Regions from separate parts of the Mus musculus genome. Here region 1 is linked to region 2. The links are chromatin contacts, called in public HiChIP or PLAC-seq maps. All regions are on one chromosome and are shown on one strand. Each heading gives the region's core, a stretch centred on a gene start, on an enhancer-like site or on the middle of the called end of the contact. The rest is flanking DNA. Distances are from core to core; before and after follow the strand shown. Region 1 holds the start of Coq6 (coenzyme Q6 monooxygenase). Region 2 holds the start of Acot4 (acyl-CoA thioesterase 4).

Evidence for each region. HiChIP or PLAC-seq counts read pairs in DNA pulled down with a chosen protein or histone mark.
Region 1: a contact with region 2 is called in an H3K27ac HiChIP or PLAC-seq map of microglia, with 4 times the contacts expected there. The contact joins the promoter of Coq6 here to the promoter of Acot4 in region 2. A contact is called at or near these places in 1 of 115 datasets of contacts at active chromatin or transcription factors (microglia) and 1 of 9 other capture datasets (liver).

What each region holds. Positions count from the first base shown.
Region 1 is chr12:84,359,009-84,364,749 of GRCm38.p6, forward strand. Coq6 (coenzyme Q6 monooxygenase) reads left to right here and starts at 2,960. Exons shown (of 12, transcript NM_172582.3): 1 at 2,960-3,229. The coding sequence starts at 3,043. Fam161b (family with sequence similarity 161, member B) reads right to left here and starts at 2,820. Exons shown (of 9, transcript NM_001358283.1): 1 at 2,684-2,820. The coding sequence starts at 2,737.
Region 2 is chr12:84,035,277-84,040,809 of GRCm38.p6, forward strand. It overlaps Acot4 (acyl-CoA thioesterase 4), which reads left to right and starts at 3,103. Exons shown (of 3, transcript NM_134247.3): 1 at 3,103-3,691. The coding sequence starts at 3,235. The region is part of intron 1 of Gm40474 (a long non-coding RNA gene); the gene reads right to left.

The DNA.
Region 1 (5,741 bases), core at 1,710-4,209, 320 kb after region 2:
CCACATTGCTGTTCATCAATGAAGGAAGTCGGGACAGGAACTCAAGCAGGGCAGGAACCTGGAGGCAGAAGCTGATGCAGAGCCCACAGAGGAGTGCTGCTTACTGGTTTTCTCCTCTGGCTTGTTTAGTCTGCCTTCTCAGAAACCAGGACTACCAGCCCAAGGATGGCCCCACCAACCATGGGCTGGGCCCTCTCCCATTGATCACTAACTGAGAAATGCTTTACACTTGGTTCTCATGGAGGCATTTCCTTAACTGAGGCTCTTTCCTCTGGGATGATCCTAGCCTGTGTCAGGTTGACACAAAACCAGCCTGTACAGTCATGAAGTCTGTTTTCCGGTGAGAGCAGAGGGAGAACACGGGAGGGTAACGTAAGGAAGTGTGCGCTTGGAAGGCTTGTCTGTGGCTACCCGTCAGAGGGCACTGGGAGGGCACCAATACTCAGGATTAAATGTATCAGTTTGTTGCACAACATCATGGAAAACTATAGCAAATGCACAGGGATGGACTAGGATCAGCATGTTCAGGCTGTTTTGAGAGGAGGGATAGGGAAGAGGGATCAACTCTTGACAGGTACTGTGATGAATGAGAATGGTCGAGAAAGGTAGAGAGCTGTGCAATATCTTAGGGCAAAGGTAAACAGCTGATAAGGATGCATAATCCTTTAGAAGACAGAACTGTTAGTAAGTCTGCAACTATGGTATGGACCCAGGAAAAGCACTGCCGCTTGGTGACCTTGCTCCTGCCCTTGGCTGTATCTGCTAGGCAGAGTACAGATGCTCTTTCACACATGATGCATCGTCTATATCCAGATAAGTCCATTCTAAGTCACAGTAGTTTAAGTAAAAACGTACTAATACATTAACCTACTGAGCAGGGCACTTAGAGAATAGCTATTGTTCACACTCCTGATTGTGCAACTCACTAGAAATAGCAAGTCCCTGGACACTGTGTCACCAAAGCAGAGAGTGTATCCTATTGCTATTTAAAGAAAGACTGAAATCTAGAGCTGGGAATTTAGCTCTGTGGAGAGCACTTACCTAGAATGCACAGGACCCTGGACTCAGTCCTCAGTACCATAAAAATAGAAAAATAAAAGTATGGAGTATTAGCCAGGCAGTGGTGGCGCATGCCTTTAATCCCAGAACTTGGGAGGCAGAGGTAGGCGGATTTCTGAGTTCGAGGCCAGCCTGGTCTACAGAGGGAGTTCCAGGACAGTCAGGGCTAAACAGAGAAACCCTGTCTCGAAAAAACAAAAAAAAAGTATGGAGTATTGTTTCTACTGAGCGCATGCTTGTCCATCATTATAGTGTGGAGAGCAATCTGAACCACTGAGGTTGGGGGTGTCTGACTTTGAGTGTTAGGGTGATTTTTATTGTCTCAGTTGAGTCTTGTAGTGATAGAGGGAAGGTGGTGTGGCTGGAGGACAGTGGCCTGAGATGTCCTTAGAGTGGTAGGTACAAGGCCACCAGTGGACTATTGATGATTAGTGGCAATTGGAGCAGTCCATCTGAGTTAGAGATAAGTGTGTGCTCTAACCCTAGCTCTGCTGCTGAAGAACATGTGATCTAGAGCAAAACTCTCTCCTTCCCCTGCCCCTCTCTCTCTGTTGTGACAGGGTCAAAGGGCGACCTTGAACTCCTTATCCTTCTGCTTTAGTAATTTGAGTTGTTGGGATTACAAGTTTGAGCCATAATGCTGGCTCTTTCGTTTTAAAAACAACTTTATTGAAACACAATGTCCATAGTGTACAAGTGAGCCATTCAAAGCGTACTCTCCTCCAGTTTCTAAAACAGCCAGGGTCATCTAGCAATCACAGTAGAAGTCAGACCATTTTCACCATTCCTCTAAAGCAGTGTCCTCAACTGTTCTAATGCATCGACCCTTTAATACAGTGTTTCATGTGGTGGTGAGCCCCAACCATAGTCATTTTCATTGTTAATACTGTAATTTTGCTACTGTTATGAATTGTAAGGTAAATATCTGATATGCAGGATGATCTTAGGTGAAACAGATTGAGAATCTCTGCTCTGAAGCACCAGTGTAGCATTTAATTGTCACTTATATCCCTTAACCCTCCCACATCTTCCTCTCAACCTGTCAGCCCTAGGCAACTACCAGCCTACTTTCTGTTTTCAGAGATTTCGGGGCAAATTGCTTAACCCATCTCTTTTCTTTTCTAGAAAATGGGTTTGAGAGGATACAACACATTAAACACATTCAGTTTAATGAATTTTAATATATTTGAAGAGCTGCGTTTCGGTGCGTTTTCCTTACTCTAAAACGACAACAAAAACCTTGGAAGCTTTTAGAAGTCTCTCCTCACCTCCTCAGCCCTTTTAGAAGTCTCTCCCTGTTTCTCCTCACCTCAGCCCCATGCAATGACGCGCCCCCTAGATTTGCCTTTTCTGGATAATCATATTAAGATAGAGATCGCTTTTAAGATTTTCAAGGTTAATTCGTGGTTTGTTATTAGTACGATTCCTGATATCAGAGCCTGGTACAAGACACAAAAGACCCACGTCCCCCAAGACTGGTTCTCTAAGTGCCCAAGCGCTGCCAATTTTAATTCTTCGCCCTTTGATGACACGCCCCTGACTCTGTCTCCACGGCAACGCTAAACAGTTTCCACTCTTGAGGATTCCTTGCTGAGGCATCCGACTTCCTCCTTTCTCCACTCACCTCACGGCTCCACTCGGCGCACTCAGGACCTCCCGCAGTCCTCCCCACAGTCATCTTCCTAACTAGAGAGAGAGAGAAGCAGAGGTGAAAGCAGCAGTGACAACCGTGACAGCGGCGCCGGCGGTTAGGTACTGCTAGCCACGCCCCTTCATGGCTTTAGCCTTGGATTGGCTTCCAGTCTTTAGTCTGTTCCGCCCAATGAGGCAAGAGCGTCTTCTGATTGGATAATTTTCTTCAACTATTTTATTTCCGGTTTTGAAGACAGGGCTAAAACCACACAAGGTTGACGACTGCCCCGGAAGCACTTTCCAGGACCTATCAGGGAGAAGTCCCGGGCGCGGGCGCAGGCAGGAGTCATTATGGCGGCCCGCATTGGCTCCATGGCAGGCTTGCTCTGCGTTCGCTGGTGGAGTTCCGCGCAGCTCGCAGCCAGAGGAGGCCCGCTAGTTGCCAGCCAGCGATGGGCGGGCTCCTCGGCAGACACCGTGTACGACGTGGTGGTGTCAGGAGGAGGCCTAGTGGGCTCTGCCATGGCTTGTGCCTTAGGTAGGTGCATCTCGACCGCGGGCTGGAGGATCTGGGCTGTGGAGGGACGGTACTCACAGTGGAGGTCGGGACGCTGTCCAGACACCTAACGTGCCTGACCTGGTGCTTTGCTCACTGTCCTTCCAGGGGAGTCCTCGGGAATGGCATGGGTTCTGCGGGATCACAAGTGGGCGGGCCTTTCTAAGTCAGTCTGACCCTTGAGAACTGTCCAGGATTGTTTATGAGCACCTCGAGAGGCATCGGGCTTTGTAGTATCGGATGGTAGATCGGATTGACCTCGAAATCACAGAGATCATCTTCCTCAGTCTTCTGAGTGCTGGGATTAAGGCCCGCGCCCCCACTCCTGGTCTTAAAGCTGCTTTATTAAGATAACATTCATCTAGTTATAAGTGCTCCCACTTAAAGCGTACAGTCCAATGAGTTTTTAGTATTTTTGCAGAGCTATTCAGTACCTACAATAAGTTTTATTACCGTTTCCTTACTTTATAAAAAACCAAAAAGCAAAAAAATAAAAAAAGACTTGGAATTCATTAGATGTCACTCTCCACACTTCTGCTCACCTTCTCAGCCCTACAGACTCTCCTACTTTCTGTCTATAGATTTACCTTTTCCGGATAGTTCTATGTAGTTGGAGATATACTCTGTTTTAAAGGTTAATCCAGGTTGGAGTCTGTATCAGACAGCTTTTGTTTTGAGAGCTGATGCCATCCTCAATTGTGTTGAAAGTATGCTTGGTTTTCACTTTTGGCCTGTAAAGGAATGATGCTAGTAGGGACATTCTGTGTGCAAACTTTGGTGTGAACAGTGTTGATCATCTCGAGGCTATTCTCTAGTGAAATCTCTGGGTTATGTGGCAATGCTGATGTTTTGAAGACCTGCCAGACTTTGAGAGAGTGCCCCAGTTTATGTTATCATTGACAGTAGATGAATGCTCAGGTTTCTCCTGACCCTGACAGCACTATCTGCTGCCTTTTTTCTTTGTCCTCTGAAGTTCGTAGGAAGTGGCTTGTGTTTATATTTCCCTAATGACCAATGGTGTGGAATATATTTACCAAGTGCTGGCATGATGTAGCACCGTTTCTGGGCCCTTCGAAACTTTAGCATTCACATTTTGGTGGCTCGCTCTTGTGTTAGGTTTGTGTGTATGTTTTCCTTTGTACTGCATCCTTCTCTCGCTCTTTTCTGAGCGTCACGGGGAAGGAAGACAGCAGCTCTTTTACTAACGTTCACACACAATTCTGTTTTGTTATTGTTTGCTTTTCTGTCTAGCAAAGTATTATATTTTAAAACTCAGGAGTGACTGTTAAAATCATGGTAGTAAAAAGCATGGTGTTTTTTGCAGGAGGATCAGAAGTTCAAAGCCATCCTTGGGTTACATAGAATGCAAAACTCCCAAAACAAACAAAAATATGTGACTAAGGTATTTCCAATAGTCTTTTTGTTTGTTTGTTTGTTTAAAATAAGGTGCTGTGTAATCTTTGCTGGTGTGGACCTTTAACTGATCCCGCTGTCTCTGCCTCCCAAATGCTGGGCTCCCAAGCACAGGCTGTTACTCCCGAGTTATAAAGGCGCTTACTGACTTTCCCCCTTCAGTCCCCTGTTTTCCATAATTCTTCCTAAAACTCACAACTAATTGTTGTTTTAGGCTTGAGTTTCCCTCTGACATTTGAGTTTGGGAACAGTTCCCTGCATAATTGCACAGTTGCATTCTTAATCCATTCTTGTCATATTCTTTGGGTTTTATTCTGAGACTCCTCCTCCTCCTTGAGCCCCTGGGTAGCCATACAAGTGTGCACCACTACGCCTGGGCTTCTCACTTGATTTCTAGGTGGTTTTTTTCTCATTTCAAAAACAGTTACATTAAATAGCTAAGAAATAAAACACATCACCTGGGTGTATTTTATAATGTACTTGGAAATCTAATTGTTTTCCTTTTAGTTTTATCTTACCCAACAAACATACAGTGCCTACTTTATGGGTCCGCAGCTGGAAATTATATTCTAAGGGAAGAATGTAGGGAATGTGGAACCTGGAAAAGGACACAGATAACCAGGGGGGGAGGAAGCATGACAGGAAAGCTCCCTCGTAGAGGGACCAGCAGCTGGTATGTGCTGGAGGACAAAGTGCCTGCTGTGGAGGACACACCCAGGAAGCGAGGCCAGATCACAGGGATTGATCAATCATAGAGCACTACCACCTTCAGAGCAAGGGGCAGGGTGATGGGGGACTAGGAGACCATGATTTTGAGCAAGCATGTCTGGGTCCCTCCTTCCTCTTACTACCCAGCAAGAGGGATCAGCGCCGTTGGGTTGACTGCTGCTCACTGCCTGCTCCATGGCAGCCATTTTGGTTTTTATCCACTCGTGTGCCTGTCGTAATGATGCCTATTCACTACCAGTGCGCAGGGATAGTGCCTGCAGGCACGTGTGGAATTTATGGATGACACCTGTCGCTCTATCATCTAAAATGCAAAGGCCCATTGCTGACCCTATTGGAGTCAGAAAGGGAGGCT
Region 2 (5,533 bases), core at 1,853-4,352:
CTTGATTGATGCAACAGAATAGACTTTCCCACTTCCCTGATGCTCTGCCCTTTCTCTACCATCCCACACCACTGTCATTCTCCTTTCTAACTTCACCACTTTTCCTTATATTAGTTCAGCAAACATACAAGAAGTTTAGAGCTTTCTTGACTATCATGTTGAGGGCAGACCAGGGGGAGGATAACTCCTGCAATGTAAAACAAGAGACATCACTTTCTAGAACTTTGGGAAAGAAGCTATCAAAACTCCTATTTATTTATTTGCTTTGCAATATATACGATTTACATTTATAAGAGGGAGAATTCATTCTCCTAAGAATGATTAAATAAGCATAAATCCGCCATTACGTGAACATTTATGGTACTGGCTGTGGTGCCTGTGAAGAAAGTAAGGGACAACATATTGATAACTCTTTGCCAGCTTGGAAATCAAAGTGAGGCACCTATCCTCTCTCATTTGCTTTGTATCAAATCTGTTCTTTCCTTTTGGTCACTATGACAAAAATTCAGGTTGATGAAGAGATAGCTGAGAAGGGCGCACATAGGCACAGCTAAGGAAGTTTGAGGTCACACTGCTTGCCTTCTTGCACACACTCATGGGTGGCTGGGCTTTTATAAGGATGATATATGCTCATTAGATATGATGAGGAGGATTTAATGATGATGACAATCGTAAATCATTTAGGTTGGAACCCCAGAATGGCTGCTTATTAGCTGCCAACATATCCAAGCCACTAATTCTTTATAACAGCTAGCTATTCTTCCTGAGAAATAATTGCAAATACGTGCATTAAAATAGCTAAGATATCTGAAGAAGAACGAAGACCAAAGTGTGGACACTTTGCCCCTTCTTAGAATTGGAAACAATCACCCATGGAAGGAGTTACAGAGACAAAGTTTGGAGCTGAGACAAAAGGATGGACCATCTAGAGACTGCCATATCCAGGGATCCATCCCATAATTAGCCTCCAAACGATGATACCATTGCATACACTAGCAAGCGTTTGCTGAAAGGACCCTGATATAGCTGTCTTTTGTGAGACTAGGCCGGGGCCTAGCAAACACAGAAGTGGATGCTCACAGTCAGCTATTGGATAGATCACAGGGTCCCCAATGGAGGAGCTAGAGAAAGTACTCAAGGAGCTAAAGAGATCTGCAACCCTGTAGGTGCAACAACATTATGAACTAACCAGTACCCCGGAGCTCTTGACTCTAGCTGCATATGTATCAAAAGATGGCCTAGTCGGCCATCACTGGAAAGAGAGGCCCATTGGACAGGTAAACTTTATATGCCCCAGTACAGGGGAACGCCAGGGCCAAAAAGGTGGGAATGGGTGGGTAGGGGAGTGTGGGGGACTTTTGGGATAGCATTGGAAATGTAATTGAGGAAAATACGTAATAAAAAAATATTTTAAAAAAGTTTTAATTTTAAGCTTAAAAAATAGCTAAGATATTAGATTATGAAGTTTTATGAAAATTATAGCTACCATTTATGTGATATTTACTCTATTCCTGGTACATCCAGTTCTCAAAACACTATGATGTAACTACTGCTATATCTAATATACAAGGAAGCTGTAGGGAAGAAAACCTGACTTGAAAGCATGTAACTGTTCCACAGAAAAATTCTTCTTGTCCCGATTCTGGGCTGTGGACATATAACAATAAAGTGAAATCAGCACCTCTCCTTTTGAAAAAATTGTCATTTAAACATCATGTTAAAATTGCTGATAACAACCTTCTTAGCAATATAATTCACAAAGTCCCTGCTCATATTTTACTTTACGTTGACCAAGGGACAGAACATCGCCTCAGTTGGCAGTCAGGGCCTTCCTCACCTTTGCACTCTTCCTTCTGGAAGGTTCAGTTTGAACGCCTGCCTTATGTGTATCTAGTGGCATGCCAACAGCATCCTAAACCCCAGCCAGATGGCTCCACAAGCACTCATATATCTGCATCTTAGGCTGCACCATTTCTAAAAAAGATTTATTTTATGTATGTGAGTACACTGTAGCTGTACAGATGGTTGTGAGCCTTCATGTGGTTGTTGGGAATTGAATTTAAAGACCTCTGCTCGCTCTGGACAACTATACTCACTCAGTCCCTGCTCACTCTGAACGAAAGATTTATTTATTATTATACGTAAGTACACTGTAGCTGTCTTCAAACGCAGCAGAAGAGGGCATCGGTTCTCATTACGGATGGTTGCGAGCCACCATGTGGTTGCTGGGATTTGAACTCAGGACTTTCAGAAGAGCAGTCAGTGCTCTTACCTGCTGAGCCACTCCCTGCACCATTTTATCAGCCCATTGGACAACACTGGACCTTGGATGAAGCCAACTTCTCAGAGAACTTTCTATGGCACCCTTGACACCTGCTCGGCCCCTAGAACGTTCAAGCCGCCCTTAATAGCACCCCTAGTAAAACGGGGTCGAGCAACCACCTCTGTGGCCTCTTCATCCTGTACCAGAGAGCCATTTGCATCTCATTGAATCTGGGCTTTGGGGCCAGGAGAGGATGTTGCCCACTAATTAATCTTGGCTGTCAATTTAACCACATCTGGAGTCAACTAAACCCCAAGCAGCTGGGATTGCCTGTGAAGGATTTTTCTTGGTTGGATTATTTTGAGGTGGGAGACTCACCCTAAGTCCAGATCATTTGGCCCTAAATCCAGATCATTTGGCCCTAAATCTGGGCCACACAAAAGGACACGGGAGAAGGGACGTCTTCGTGTCTCTGTCTGCGCATGTCTCCATCCTGTTCGCTATGTTCATATTTAGAGAACCCTAACTTAACACAGTTGCCTTTCTCAATTTAACTGTGCATTCTAGTTTCTGTGCTGGGAGCTGTAGCATCCAGGGAAGTTTTTGTAAGCTGAGTATCTTAAGACTAAAGTGGTATAAAGTTGTAATTTATTACAAAGTTCTTGCTCTTGGTTCCGTTTTGTATTTTTATAAAGCTGCTGAATCCACGGAAGGATCGTACTTTGCCTTGATTCATTCACTTGGTGTGTCATCACCAATCACTTTCACAACACCACGTGGGAGTGGCGAGAAGCAGAATCCTATAACCTGGCTCAGCCCCGAAGCATGACCTTTGGCCGGTCTGTGCCCAAATTGCTGACAGATCATGGTTCCTCTCTTGTCTGGGTCCTAGAGACGCACTAGGTCGGCTCCACAGCAGGCCAGGCTCCGCTCCGGACTCGCGTGGCGCTCCCCGAGGCCTCCAGCTCCTAATGGCAGCGACACTGAGCGTGGAGCCCACGGGCCGCAGCTGCTGGGACGAGCCGCTGAGCATCGCCGTGCGCGGCCTGGCCCCCGAGCAGCCCGTCACGCTGCGCTCTGTCCTGCGCGACGAGAAGGGCGCGCTCTTCCGAGCCCACGCGCGCTACCGCGCGGACTCCCACGGCGAGCTGGACCTGGCGCGCGTGCCCGCGCTGGGCGGCAGCTTCTCGGGGCTCGAGCCCATGGGGCTGCTCTGGGCCATGGAGCCCGATCGGCCTTTCTGGCGCCTGATCAAGCGCGACGTGCAGACGCCCTTCTTGGTGGAGCTGGAGGTGCTGGACGGACACGAGCCCGATGGCGGGCGGCGGCTGGCGCGGACGGTGCACGAGCGTCACTTCATGGCTCCCGGGGTGCGGCGCGTGCCCGTGCGCGAGGGCCGGGTGCGCGCCACGCTCTTCCTGCCCCCAGGTGAGTTGGGTGGTTGAGAGGTGGGAGCGCGCCAAGGGCTGAGTCTAGGGGTGGGGTTAGGGTTTCCTAGGAAGGTGCTATTGGCCATTTCAGTGGTCACTCAAACAGGTTGGGGGATTTTCATACATTAGCAAGTGCCCTTTGCTTGCATTATCTCATTTAATCTCTGTCTATCCCCAAAAGATAGTGTTATCCAGCTGATGAAAAACACAACTGAACTTTGTTGCAATACGAGGTTAGGAAAAATGAGACAGAGGAAACTGCCACATTGTCCTTGACACACGCAGCCCCTTCTCCCCACTCCACCCCCACCCCTAGTCAGTACATACAAACACACACACACACATACACACACACACACAACCTCAAGGGTTAAAGCCATAGTACATCCAGATTAGCATAAATTGGCTTTGTTCTTATTGTTTTTGAATTTAACCTTATGGGGGCTTAGTGGTTAAGAGCACTCACAAGCGTTCTGCCATTAACTTTGGAAAAGTAAAACCCAATTTTAAAACAATTTATTACTTATAGAATTAATATTAGAAGCATTACCATCATATTACAAAGTTTGGCTGCCAATTAATACCTATGAATACATGCAAGCTTTAATGTTTTATTAAAGAGACATTACTTAAAATTTTATCTTTAATTCTACTTTCTAGGATAAGAATCACATTAATTATTATCTCAACTAGAAGTATCTTTAGAGACCCAGCCTCTTGGCCTGCCTTATGCCACGTGTTGGAAGGACTTTAAACTTGAGTTATCAATTTTAAGGCTAACCATCTGTTACCAATGTAACAACTATTAATCTTAACTAATAACTTATGAGCTGATTGTGAAAACACTCAGAGCATATTACCAATTAAAAAAAAAAAAAAACAAAGGAAGCAGTTACATTTAGACCAATCAGAGAACATTAATTTTTCTAGCTATAATCATAGAATAAAAAGTACTTTATCATTTGCCAAACACATTAATCACGAATGTAGAGAACCCTCTAAGAAAAAAAAAAAGTTTATCAGCTTTTTTACCCCAAAACTAAGAGGCTGTAGACTCTCCTTTTTTCCTATAAGGAACAGCTTTTCCAGCAGGGGCCCTCTTGCCGTGTGCCTGTTTCCTGGTTGAAGCATGTGGCCGCTCTCGGCTTTGCAGATAAAGTTTTTTTTTTTTTAGCCATCTTTATTATCCAACATAAAACATAGAACATTCATTCATTCAGACTGGACACGAACATACATGAAATTGAACAAATGAACAGATTGGTGCACCAGACATTAGACAAAGACACAAAAGGGGCAGAGTACTTCTGCTGTAAAGCCCAGAGAGAACAAAGCAGGGCACCCCTGAAATTTCTCTCTGCTTTTTGGGACATTTTCCTCCCGCATGATGCAGTTTTTAACTGCGGCCATCTGCCTGATTAGTAATTTCCTTTTAATAAACCCTTTCTTTTCTCACGCCTAACTGGGAGCTACGGCTAACCACCTGTTACGTTCCTAGCCCCTAATAAACCTCACTGGTGAACCTAAGTGAATTAGCGTGCAGGTTTAACGCTGTTTCAACTTAGCCCATACCGACTTTCTCCGGTATGAATTTCCTTTAATTATTTTCTTCTTCTATGGAGCTCCAAACCAGCAGTGCTTCTTCCAAATGTCCTCTGTTGTTTCTCAGTCCCGCGTTGGGTCGCCAGATCTGTTGCGGCTGGCCAGCGGCTCACATGTCTGGGTTCTAGTCTGAGAAGCATCTTGGAACCTGGAAGAGAAGATGGGGCTAGGCGATGCGAGAGAGACGGAGCTAAGACAACCAGGTTCTAATCAAAGCTCAATTTTACTATTTCGTGCA